2 separate regions of the Mus musculus genome follow, and region 1 is linked to region 2. Evidence: chromatin contacts called from public Hi-C data. All regions are on one chromosome and are shown on one strand. Each heading gives the region's core, a stretch centred on a gene start, on an enhancer-like site or on the middle of the called end of the contact. The rest is flanking DNA. Distances are from core to core; before and after follow the strand shown.

Region 1 (5,178 bases), core at 1,140-3,639, 42 kb after region 2:
CTCCCTCCCACCCCACCCCACCCCACCCCATACTTTATGTAGCATAGTAGAAACTGTCTATTGTTTGATTCTCCTAGTTGTCTAAATAATAATTTTTTTCTTTAAAAATTCCAGAGGCACCAACCAGTCTAACAAGGGAGATAAAGATTGCGAAAATTTAGACATCTCCAAAATGTACTTCCTCTCACATAGAGTCATCGTGACATAATAATCATATGCTATAAATGTGTGATGCTTTGAGAGCTCCAGATAAAAGACACTGGAAATAAGGCATCATTACCACTGATTTTCACTATGCCTGCCAAACAGCGTTTGTGAAATTACCGAAAAGCCCCATAGCATAGTTTCTTCATCAGGTCACTCTTTGCAACATGGGCAAAACTTTCTAGCCTATCAACAAACTTCAATAACATAATAATAATATAAAATAATAACAATAATAAACATATTAATAAATATAATAATAAAAGTAACATAATAATAAATAAATAATAAATTAAAAATAAATGATAAATAAACATAATAATAAATGTAGGATCCAAATACTGAAAAGAGTTGAATAATGTTTTTATCAGGTGGAAAAGGTGAAATTTGACAAATTAATAGCTTTACAAAAATTTTTAGACATAGAAGAAAGCCAAAATAATATCTCATCTTAAATATTACTGTCATTTTTGTGGTCTGCCTTTCCAAGGGAGCGAGAGTCCTCAACTGACATTTTTCTTTCTTTTTTTGGCCTAGGATTAGGAATGACTCTGTATACCATGCAGTTTAGTTGGTAATTTTCTCTCCTTTCTGAGAGATTTGTCCCCTGAGATGGCAGGCACTCCATTCATTTTCTTGCCATTTGGTGTGGTTTTACTAACTGCATATACTATCGGATAGACTCCTATCAAAGGAGCTTCAGCTAAAACAGCCAAGGACATGAGCATGCTCGCGGTGACCCCTGACACCATAAAAGACTATTCATCATGTCTTTTGACATGATTACCCAGAGAGGCATGGAAACCTCTTTGTTTGGGTCATGCACACATTTTTGCTTTGCTATTAAAAAAATACTTAAAAATGGAGATAAACACATTAAACATTCATTTTCTTTTAGTGTAGTTAAGAAATGAATCTGAATTATTTTGTAATGTGAAATGCATGTTTCCTAGGACCAAAGCAACATGTGTTCGCAGCTCAAAATTAGGTGACAGAAGAGAATTTCTGTATTCTGTGTTTAGCATACTTTAGCTAAAATTCTAGGCTGTTCCAAACACTTATTTTTTTAAAGACAGACATTATATAATGCTTTTGGAAAAATTACAGTCTTTTATTTTCATTATCCTCATTTTGCATATTATTTTACTACTTTTCTGACATGAGAGAAAAACATGCAAATATCTAAACACACTAAATTCCAGCAGCAATTTCTGTCACAAGGTATAGTGATTGTTGACATATCCTTCTAGAAGTTTCTCAGTTTTTAAATCACCTTCGAAAAATAACTAAGCTCTTAAGTTAGCTCATTTGTTATAGAAACTCATTGACCCCTCTTATAGTGTATGTTAATCTGTCATCTACTCCAGAGGCTACTAAAATTGTCTTTGTTATAGTATCAGAAATAAAAGTTTAATGTTGTCAATAATGGTGGAACAAGAAATGATTCTTATTGCTAACTGATATCCTGGAGTAGAAAATAAGGGCAGGACATGAAGTCCTCCAGTGAAAGTACAGAATGATCATCCAGCTTTGTTGCATCAAAAAAAAATTTTTTTTGAATTTTTTGATGTAGGGTCTCGCTGTTTTTCCCAGGCTGGTTTTGAACTCGCAATCCTCCTACCTTATCCTTCTGGCATTACAGGCATAAACCACCATGAGTTGCTGTTTATGTATTGCTTTTGTGGAGAACAGAGTAGGGAGATGAGTCCAGATGCAAGAAATGGGCTAATGTTATACTGTGAGGCCAAAGAAATTCCACTTTGGTTAATTTTCTTTTCTCTGCCATAGAAAGGTGCTTCAGTGACAGAAAGAATGGAAGCAGGGCATCATGTTTTACCTCAGTTCAGTTTCTATGAGGAAGACTTCCAGGAACAAGCAAAGAACCATTCCAACCCAAACTGGCTGGCTTCTTCAGAGGTTGAGATAAGAAATAGCTGTCTTGAAAAAGGCAGCAAGGATGGACTAGGGAAGTTAGAATTTCTGACCAGCACTTAGTTTATTTAAGAGCAGAGTTGATACTGTTAGAAACCTGTTGGCTGTGGCCACATTTCCTTGTCCAGGGCAGAGTTAGCAGACAGGTGTCTTCCACCGTACATGTAGTAATCATGTAGAAGGACAGGACAGTCAAACACTTGTCATATACACCCAGCCACAATGACGAAACCACCAGTAGACAGGATAAACAGAATAGGAAGCAGTGAACCACAGCCTCAAACTCAAAGCAGAATAGCCCTTGTGGTTACAAAAACCACAGATATACCCTGTCAGCAGACTTTAAGACAACAAGTTCCATAGACATCATTCTCTGAGCTCTGAAGAGCATGGATAATGTGTTGCTTGCTCAGTCTTCCTGGTTTTTTTTTTTTTTTTGTGCTGTGGACTTATTCATAAACCTGTCAAGTGGTGTCTTCAATAGTGTTATGTTAATAAAAAAAGTCACATACATATTGTTGATGGTCACTATTTTCAGACCCCATATTTCCAACTCACACCTTTGATAAGAATGTATTTGTATCCCCATGTCAATGCTGGGATTCGTTACATAGTCACTTGTAGATAGGCACAGAGGAGTGAAAAATCTGTCAGCTCACAGGCACAGACCCCACGAAAGCTAAGCAAGGCGATTTTCTGCCTTTTCCGTTTTCGTCGTCATATTGTAAACAGGTTCCCTTCTGTGGTCTTGTTAGCTCCCCACTTTAAGCATTTTTGGCCTGGTTCTTTTTCTGTGCATAAATGTCTCTTTGTAGAGCTGAAGTACTGATCAGTGTTCATAAGCACAGGAAGGCCCTGTGGAGGAAGTGCATGTCTTGACTAAGCTATGTTCAGGTATGAGTAGTGGTGCAGTTGGCCATGAATTCAGTGTTAATTAGCAGCACATGTTGAATAAGGTGTCTTTAAAGAAAAACACAGCCTAAGTCAAGGGTAGGCATGAGTGGTTGATAAAAATGGTATGAGTAGGGTTATGATGGGAAGGGGCCTGGGGGGAGGTGGGGGATGGGTGTGGGAGTAGGGGTGGGGGAGGGCTCCCAAGAACCGGATCCAGAACTTCCCCTAGAAGCAACAGTTCAGCATTTGCTAATACAGTGTTTGTGGTAGACTTGATGGAACACAACCACTTGAAAAACGAGTACCAATTGTATGCTAGGTTATATATATATACAAAGCATATCAGAAATGAAGGCCTCTTTGTCAGCTTCATTCCAGCCCCTGGAGCTCACCCCAGCCCCCTCTCCCTGTAGTCTGACCGATTGGATTTTCTATGCATCACACACTGGGTCCTGTTGTACCACCCCACTCATGAAGGTTCCCTTTCCTCTTGTAAACATTATGCCATTGACTCCTGCACTGAAGTCTCTGTCAGGGTTTGAGGGTTACAGTCTCATGTCACATCTGTGTCTGGTGTCCTCCTCCACACCCCCTGCTCTGTCTGGTAAATGCTCCTGCTTCCTACTATGACTTTGTGTTGAGTCAGTTGCCTAGGCTGAACGACAATCCTCAGCATTTCATGTCCAGCCTATTTCTGGTTAAGGTGTGATATCAGAACAGTTCTCCTGGGGGGCGGGGCTGAAGGTTTGCAACACTGGAGCCTATACACCCCTCCAGCTTGCCATCCTGACACGAATCTAGGTGCTGGTCTGAAGGGACTGTACAAGGGGCTACACCCCCTAATCATCTGAATTAAGCTGATCAAGACCGTGATTACCCTCCAGGAAAAGCAGACACTTAAACTATCTGCTGTTCATTTTCACCTCACCTGCTATGTTTTCAGACTTACTCGGTTGGAAGTCTTTTTAAAAAGGCTTAAATCCTCCTTGAGGGACTAGCAAAGTAGCGACTGGGTCTTTAATTCCTTTTCCTGTCTGTTCTTCTCCTACAGATGTCAGACTACTGTACCAGCACTAGAATTGCCTATCACTAAAAAATAAAATAAAATAAAAAACACCTCTTTAAACTTCATACCCATACCCGTACCTCCCTATCATTCTTTCTTCCTCCGTAAGTCTACCCTTTGAGATAGCACAGGATAGGCATTCAAAGCCTGGCACTGCCACTTCTGGTTCTATGAAAAGGAAACTGACCTGATCATACCAAATCTCAGTTACCACTTCTGTTAAATGGGTATCCCAATGATATGTGCCCTGTAGAACTGTTGTGGAGACTGGGGTAGTTATGTGTGCTAAGCACTGAAAACAACATTTAGTATACTAAAATGCATCAATAAATGTAACTTGTAAATTAGTAGTTATTCAAAGAGGCTGTATTTCTTTCTCCTGTAGTTCTGGCACTGTGGGGAATACACAGGAAGCTGACGACAGGTCTTTCTCTTTAGGATTTTATAATATGCTTGGGGAAGGAGGATGGGTGCAGAATTACTTTTTGAGCCAAAAAATAAAACCAGGAAGTGTGACTGACTAGCTGGTGTTAATAGGGACAGTGTCGACAAGGTGGGACCAGCCCCCTGGGAGAGGGAACACTGGAGCTGTCCGCCCTTTACTCCATCAAAAGAATTCTTGGTCTGGATATAGCCAGGGATAATGATTGAGTCATGCTGATGTATCAGCTGTCTTCGGAGCATCACCAGGTCCTGTGTGTCTGCCTCTTGTACTCTAGTGCCTCTGTCAGAAGTAAGTGGCCAGGGGCATCAGTCCTGCAGCACACTGGGGCCAATTTCTCTCTTCCTTGCTGGAGCAAGGGTCAGGGAGCTGAGGCATGTGCCGACCAACTCTCACATACCTGCCTGTTCCCCATGTGGTTCAGGGAGTCCCTGACCAGCCAGAGAAAGCCTAGAGAAAGAGAGCTTCAGCATGCAGAAAACTCTCCTAATTCTTTCCTCTCACTGGAAGTAGTTTTGTGTGCCAATTTTTACTGGTTCAGTGAACAATTCCACAGTTGATCTAATAGCAGGAGACAAAACATAAGACCTATGCTTCAACCACTTCATTTATTGAATATTTACACTGTGCCTGAGGAACG
Region 2 (5,559 bases), core at 2,018-4,517:
GTACCCACCTACACACAAATGAAAAACGATTAAAAAAAGCACGTAAGAACATAAAATTAAGGAGCATAACTTCTAAGACACTGAGGCATGCGGAGAGGAAACAAGGGAAAGATCTGAACTACGAGTAGAAGTGAGCAAGTGAGAGATGTGTGAATTCAGACCCGCACTTCTGAGCCTCGTTACAGTCTTAGACAGTCACATGAGATCTTGTCAGAAAGCAAAATCTCCCTTTTCCTTAGAGGGAACTTAGTTCACCAGGATGAACATAATCATATCTTGAAGCCTTGAGAAAATCATGTTTCAGACAAAAAAACCCCCTTGATTCTGTGTCTGTTACTCCTCTAATCCGCCCCCTCCAACCCCCGCCCCCCGTCCTCCCTGTCCTCCCTCCTCTTCTCCCCTTTCTTTTTCTTCCTTCCTTTTTTCCATACGAAAGTCTATTCCATCATACATATCCGAAAGCCTGGGCTGTTCTGGAGTAAGCTTGTGATCCTCCTGCCTCAGCCTCCTAAATGCTATGACTGCAGGGGACACCACTCCATCCATTTTTTGCATGAAGGTAAAACACGGGTTAAAATTGTGAGAAAGAGTCCCTGAAGAGAACATGAGGCCCATGAAAGGTTTGAAAGGACTTACTAGCCTGTCTGTATTTCATATAGACTCAATGCTTGCTGGCTTTTATTTCCATGTTCCCTCTCAGCCTCACTCCTGTGCTCATGTCTGTCCTTCTGTCTGTCCTCTTCTCCTCCCTACATTGTGACAGACCTCATGAGTGCTCCTTTTTCTCCAGTACTGGGAATCGTTTTTCTGTTGCTCTCTGCAGCCCATCCCCATCCTTCATGCCTTCAGGGTTGTTTGTCTACACACGTTTTCCATCGTGCTTAGTTAGTGCTGTGTGTATAAAGCATAGAGAACATCTCTTGCTTTCTGTCTTATTCTTCACGATCTCTTGTTTCTGTGGGGGGAAAGATCTATCAGAGTAATATAGTTCCCTTTTTACAAAAAGCAGAACAAACCTAATTACAATTAAGGAAAAGTGTGAGCTTTGGAGCTTAGATTCAGAACATACATCTTGTGATTCCTCACACAGGCATTTGTTTCCTACAGAGCAGTTTCTTGCAAAATCTCTGACTGATATATATTCAGGAAGTGGGTAATGACATGTGCTCTGACACTCAGAACCACTAAATACCTCAGCATATACTGGTGATCCTTCTCTTTTGTAAAAGCTGTTTATGTCGCCATTTGCCTAGGCCATTTCTTCCTTCTTCATGTCTGGGTACACAGTGTGCTGAACTAGGGACCTAGCTGATCCTTGGACACCCCTTTGCTGTTGAAACTTACATAGAGATTCACCATCTAAGCCGACGCATTTAAGATTTACTCTGGACTTTATTAAGTGCATTACATATGGGCTTATTTTTAAAGCAACGTATTAAAGGCTATTGTGTACATACATATGTAAATTTGTAAAAGAGGCTCAAAATATCGGATTCATAAATGAAAAAAATTGGTGTTGTATAATAAATACCAAACTGAATTGGTTTTACTGTATTGCTTTATGGAAGCTTGCTTGTTCTCCATTCTCCAATTGCTAACTGGGGCTAATTAAAATTAGTATATATGTGAAGAATATTTTCAGTTTAATAGGATAGATGCAGTAGGAAAGATGACTCATTCAATGGGTTAAGAAGTAAGGGAAACCTTTCTAACCCCCTGCTTTGTGTGCTATTTAGAAAAATGACATTACAGTAACAAGAATGTATTATGTCTAAGATGAAGCTTGCCCTGGGCATCTCACTGGGGTATCTACCCTGCCATGTGAAGATTTGCAGTGTTAGAGTGATGAGGTTCACTTTCTTCACAAATACATCTTTAGTTTTTGCCTTTTTTCCTCTGTAGCAAATGTGCAGGACCTTGTATCTGTCTCCTTTCAAGAAAATGTAAAAAATGCCGAACTGTATTTCCTCTCATATCTAATTGACTAATACTGATGAAACTGAAAAGAAAAAATATTCTGCTGTTGTAATTCATATTTTCCTTGCAATAACTTGGACTTTGTGTGTGTGTGTGTGTGTGTGTGTAAATAAAATGACTTTGTTTGATGGGTATGTGTGTGCCTGAGTTTATGCGTGTACATGTAGATGGCTCACAGAGGCCAGAGTGGGCACCAGATCTCTTGGAATTGGGGTTTCAAGGAGTTGTCAACAGACTGACAAGTGTGTTGGGAACCAAACCTAGGTTTTCTGTAAGAAAAGCAAGTGTTCTTAATGCCTGAACCGCCTCTTGGGCACCAATACATTCTTAAGTTTAATGGTTTTGAAATGGATTTTTTCCTTGATGTTTGATTTTTTTTTGTGTCTCATATCACAGATTTTATCTACCAGGGCCACTAGAACGGATGTGGAAGCTGACAAATGTCCCCATTTGCATTGACCCTTTCATTCTTGGTTCTGATTATTTACGAAAGCACACACAGGTTAAGTCTTCGTGAACTGCTTGGGAGTTGGTTCAATGAGATGACCGATACAACTCAGTGTTGCATTGTGGGAGCTTTGTGGGCCGTGGGTGCACACACAGCCAGCAAGCTAGAGTCCACAGGCAGCACAGACACACAGGACTACTCGAAGCAAACGGGCTACATTTATTTTGTCCCAAGCCAAGCAGGAAATAACTCTAAAGTCGAGTTATTTCCTCTTTTGAGGAACCGAAAAGGCAATAAACATAGTGGAAGAGAGAGAGACAGATTGTGGCCAACCTCCCAATGGCTCCGGTGAAGGCGTAGTCTCTCTGGGGTATGATTTGTGGTTCCTCAGGAAGGATGGTGGACCTAGACAGAAGCCACTGGATGAATTCCTCTAACTTGGTGGCACTGAGGAAAAATCTCCAATTTCCTCCATGAACAAAAGTGAGCTTGATCCATGTACTGAAGTCAGGGTAAATATAAATATTTGACCTTACCTTTTTGCAACCCACTGATGCATTTTGGAGGCTATTATTTTTCTTCAGAGTTATATTCTGAGGTGACGTTGTTTTTTTCTTAAGCTCACCAGTGGGCTCTGGGTAACTGGACACTCTCTCTGGCTCTGCTGATGAGATGACAGTGTCTGGAGAGGTGGCTGTGCCCTTTGGGGTTTCAGTTTGTAGGAGTTTATGGAGGAGCTGTACAAATTCTTTACCCCTTTGTCCTTCCAAGACCTCTAGACAATGAATGCTGGAGTAAGAATTCTGGCTTTCCAGCTCCGTCACCTTCTTCTTTAGAGTGTTGATATCTTCTTTCATGGAGAGCATGTCTTTGGTGGTTGCAGTCTGTCTGTCTTCACTAATGTTTATTCTGGCTTCCAGGGCTTCCATCTGATTCTGATAATGGTTGATCTTTTCCTGGATATTTGATATTGAACTGACAATGTTCGTCATTTGGTTGAGGAGTTCCGTTTGTCCCGTTTTAATGTCTTGGAGCATTGCTGGTAGATTCATGTCTTCATTCAAACTGAGAGTATCTCCGTCGCAACCGTAAGAAGCCCTTGTTGGGTAGCTAGTTGAATATGAGTGGTGGGTCGTACATTTCTGGTAAACATTTTTAAGAGATCTTCTGATCTTGTGGAGGTTTGCAGTCCACACCTGGCCAGCGGCAGCTCTTACTCTTTTGGTGTGAAATCTGTACATGTTTTTCACTGAGACATAAGACCCAAAGTGCTGAGACACATGACATCGGAAGAAGCGATTTTTGCGAGGTTATGGCTTTTCTCTTCCTATGTACTGGAGTTCTTTCCTGGTCACATCATTGAATACCTGTGGAGAACATCAAAGGCAGCGTCAGGCAGGTTAGGTGGCTTACTTCTTCCAAGCAGCCTAACTTCAGAGCTTTGTGTTTTAACTGTCTACTGCATGTGACCATTCCTGTGATCCTCATCTGATTGTGATGTCACAATGACCACTGGCCTAGATCATTTCTGCTCTCAAGGTTCACCAACTGCCACACTTTGAGAACTATTGCCTCTGAGGGTAAAAGTGATCTTGGAAATATAAATCCTTTAAGATACTAAATAATATTTTGTCTATATGATGCATTGAGGTAAAATTTTTATTCTTTGAACACTTAAGCCTGAACACTTCAGAATCAAAATGAATACTGCTGGATACCTATATGTCTCCCTTGAAGCAACCCTTTTTAGGGATTAAAAAAAATTAATGTCATTTACAACCTGCTACTAAGTCACTATTTCTCCCATTTGTGCCAAATTGCCTGGTCCGTCTTGGCGTAGGCTTTGGTATAAACTCTGAACTTAGCCAAAAGTGATTTAAGAATTTTGGCTCACTTACAGTACCCAGGGTTTTGCATCACTATGCCTCTGAATTGCTGCCTGGCTCTTTCTAAAATGGCTAGCTATCTCTCCAAACTCTTGCTGGGAAAAGAGAATGTTCTCCATCAAACAGGCTACACTGGGATGGGGCTTGAGGCCAGAATGATTAGGGTCAGCATGGTCCTGTTTACCTTGGCCAAAGCCGTTCTTTCCATCAGCTTCCACAATACCAGTGCTTAGGCCCTGTGAAGATTTTCTAGGGCCAATACAAGCATCTGAGACTAGCGAGCAAAAACAAACTATGGGCTCAGCATACTAAATGAGAGCTGCAAGACTGACACAATAACTGTTCAATTAGGTATCTTAGAGTTATAATATATCACCTTCATTAATTGTCAAGTTTGATTTCATTGATATTGTATACAATCAGAGGAGGAGGTTTATAGATGATATTCTAGCATATTTTAGGGATTCTCAAATTAGAGAGGTTGCTTGTAGCAACCGCTCCATCCAGGCTAAAACCAGCTCACTTAATATCACCGAGACACAGTGTATGTGTTAGTGTTTCTCTCACACAAAAAATACCAGCCAGGCAATGGTGGCACACACCTTTAATGCCAGCACTCGGGAGGCAGAGGCAGGCGGATTTCCGAGTTTGAGGCCAGCCTGGTCTACAGAATGAGTTCCAGGACAGCCAGGGCTACACAGAGAAACCATGTCTCAAAAACAAAAAACAAAAAGCAAAAACAAAACAAAACACAGATAAAGGAGACTTGCAGTGGGATTCTTTTGGCTCTGAGTTTGAGGGTCAGGTCACCATGGTGAGGAAGGCGTGGTTTTGTTGAGAAGCATGAGGCAGTTAGTTGGTCACACTGCATCTGCACTCAGAAAGCAGAGAGAGATAAACACAGCACTTAGCTTGTCTTCTGCTTTGTATCCAAGACAGAGCTGTACCCCGAAGAGATGGTCCCGACCCACATTTAAGTGGTCCTTCCCACTTTTATCTTCCCAATCTAGAAACTTCCAGACATACCTAAAAGTTTGTGTTCTTGGTGATTCTAGATCCTATCAGGTTGACAAGATCAACCATACCACGTGGTTACAAATTCTACCCATTTATGTGAAGTTCAAAGAAGTTAGGCTACTTCCCTATGGTGATACAGCTAAAAAATAGACAGCCAAAGGCTTCACATCTTTGTATCCTGGTTCTAGAGGTTACGTATTTGATCTCTACTGCCACACCATGACAAAAATG

The links. Hi-C and Micro-C count contacts between places; a contact is called where the count stands out from the background.
Region 1: a contact with region 2 is called in a Hi-C map of bone marrow-derived macrophages, with 1.6 times the contacts expected there. The contact joins the enhancer-like site here to the promoter of 4930542D17Rik in region 2. A contact is called at or near these places in 1 of 39 promoter capture datasets (hematopoietic stem and progenitor cells), 5 of 484 Hi-C or Micro-C datasets (the HPC-5 cell line, bone marrow-derived macrophages, macrophages and 1 more), 1 of 115 datasets of contacts at active chromatin or transcription factors (CD8 T cells) and 3 of 9 other capture datasets (adipose tissue, liver and pancreatic islet).

The regions. Positions count from the first base shown.
Region 1 is chr16:50,630,417-50,635,594 of GRCm38.p6, forward strand. The region is part of intron 3 of 4930542D17Rik (RIKEN cDNA 4930542D17 gene); the gene reads left to right. Among named protein-coding and RNA genes, the nearest start is that of Ccdc54, 42 kb to the left of the region's middle. Within about 2 kb of position 2,390, at least 48 of the 459 cell types and tissues checked have an H3K27ac peak or open chromatin away from gene starts, as enhancers often do. A contact at or near this core is called in CD8 T cells and bone marrow-derived macrophages, where this site is marked.
Region 2 is chr16:50,587,236-50,592,794 of GRCm38.p6, forward strand. 4930542D17Rik (RIKEN cDNA 4930542D17 gene) reads left to right here and starts at 3,268. Exons shown (of 5, transcript NR_040566.1): 1 at 3,268-3,513. It overlaps Ccdc54 (coiled-coil domain containing 54), which reads right to left and starts at 3,919. Exons shown (of 1, transcript NM_027046.4): 1 at 2,624-3,919. The coding sequence starts at 3,666. The coding sequence ends at 2,677.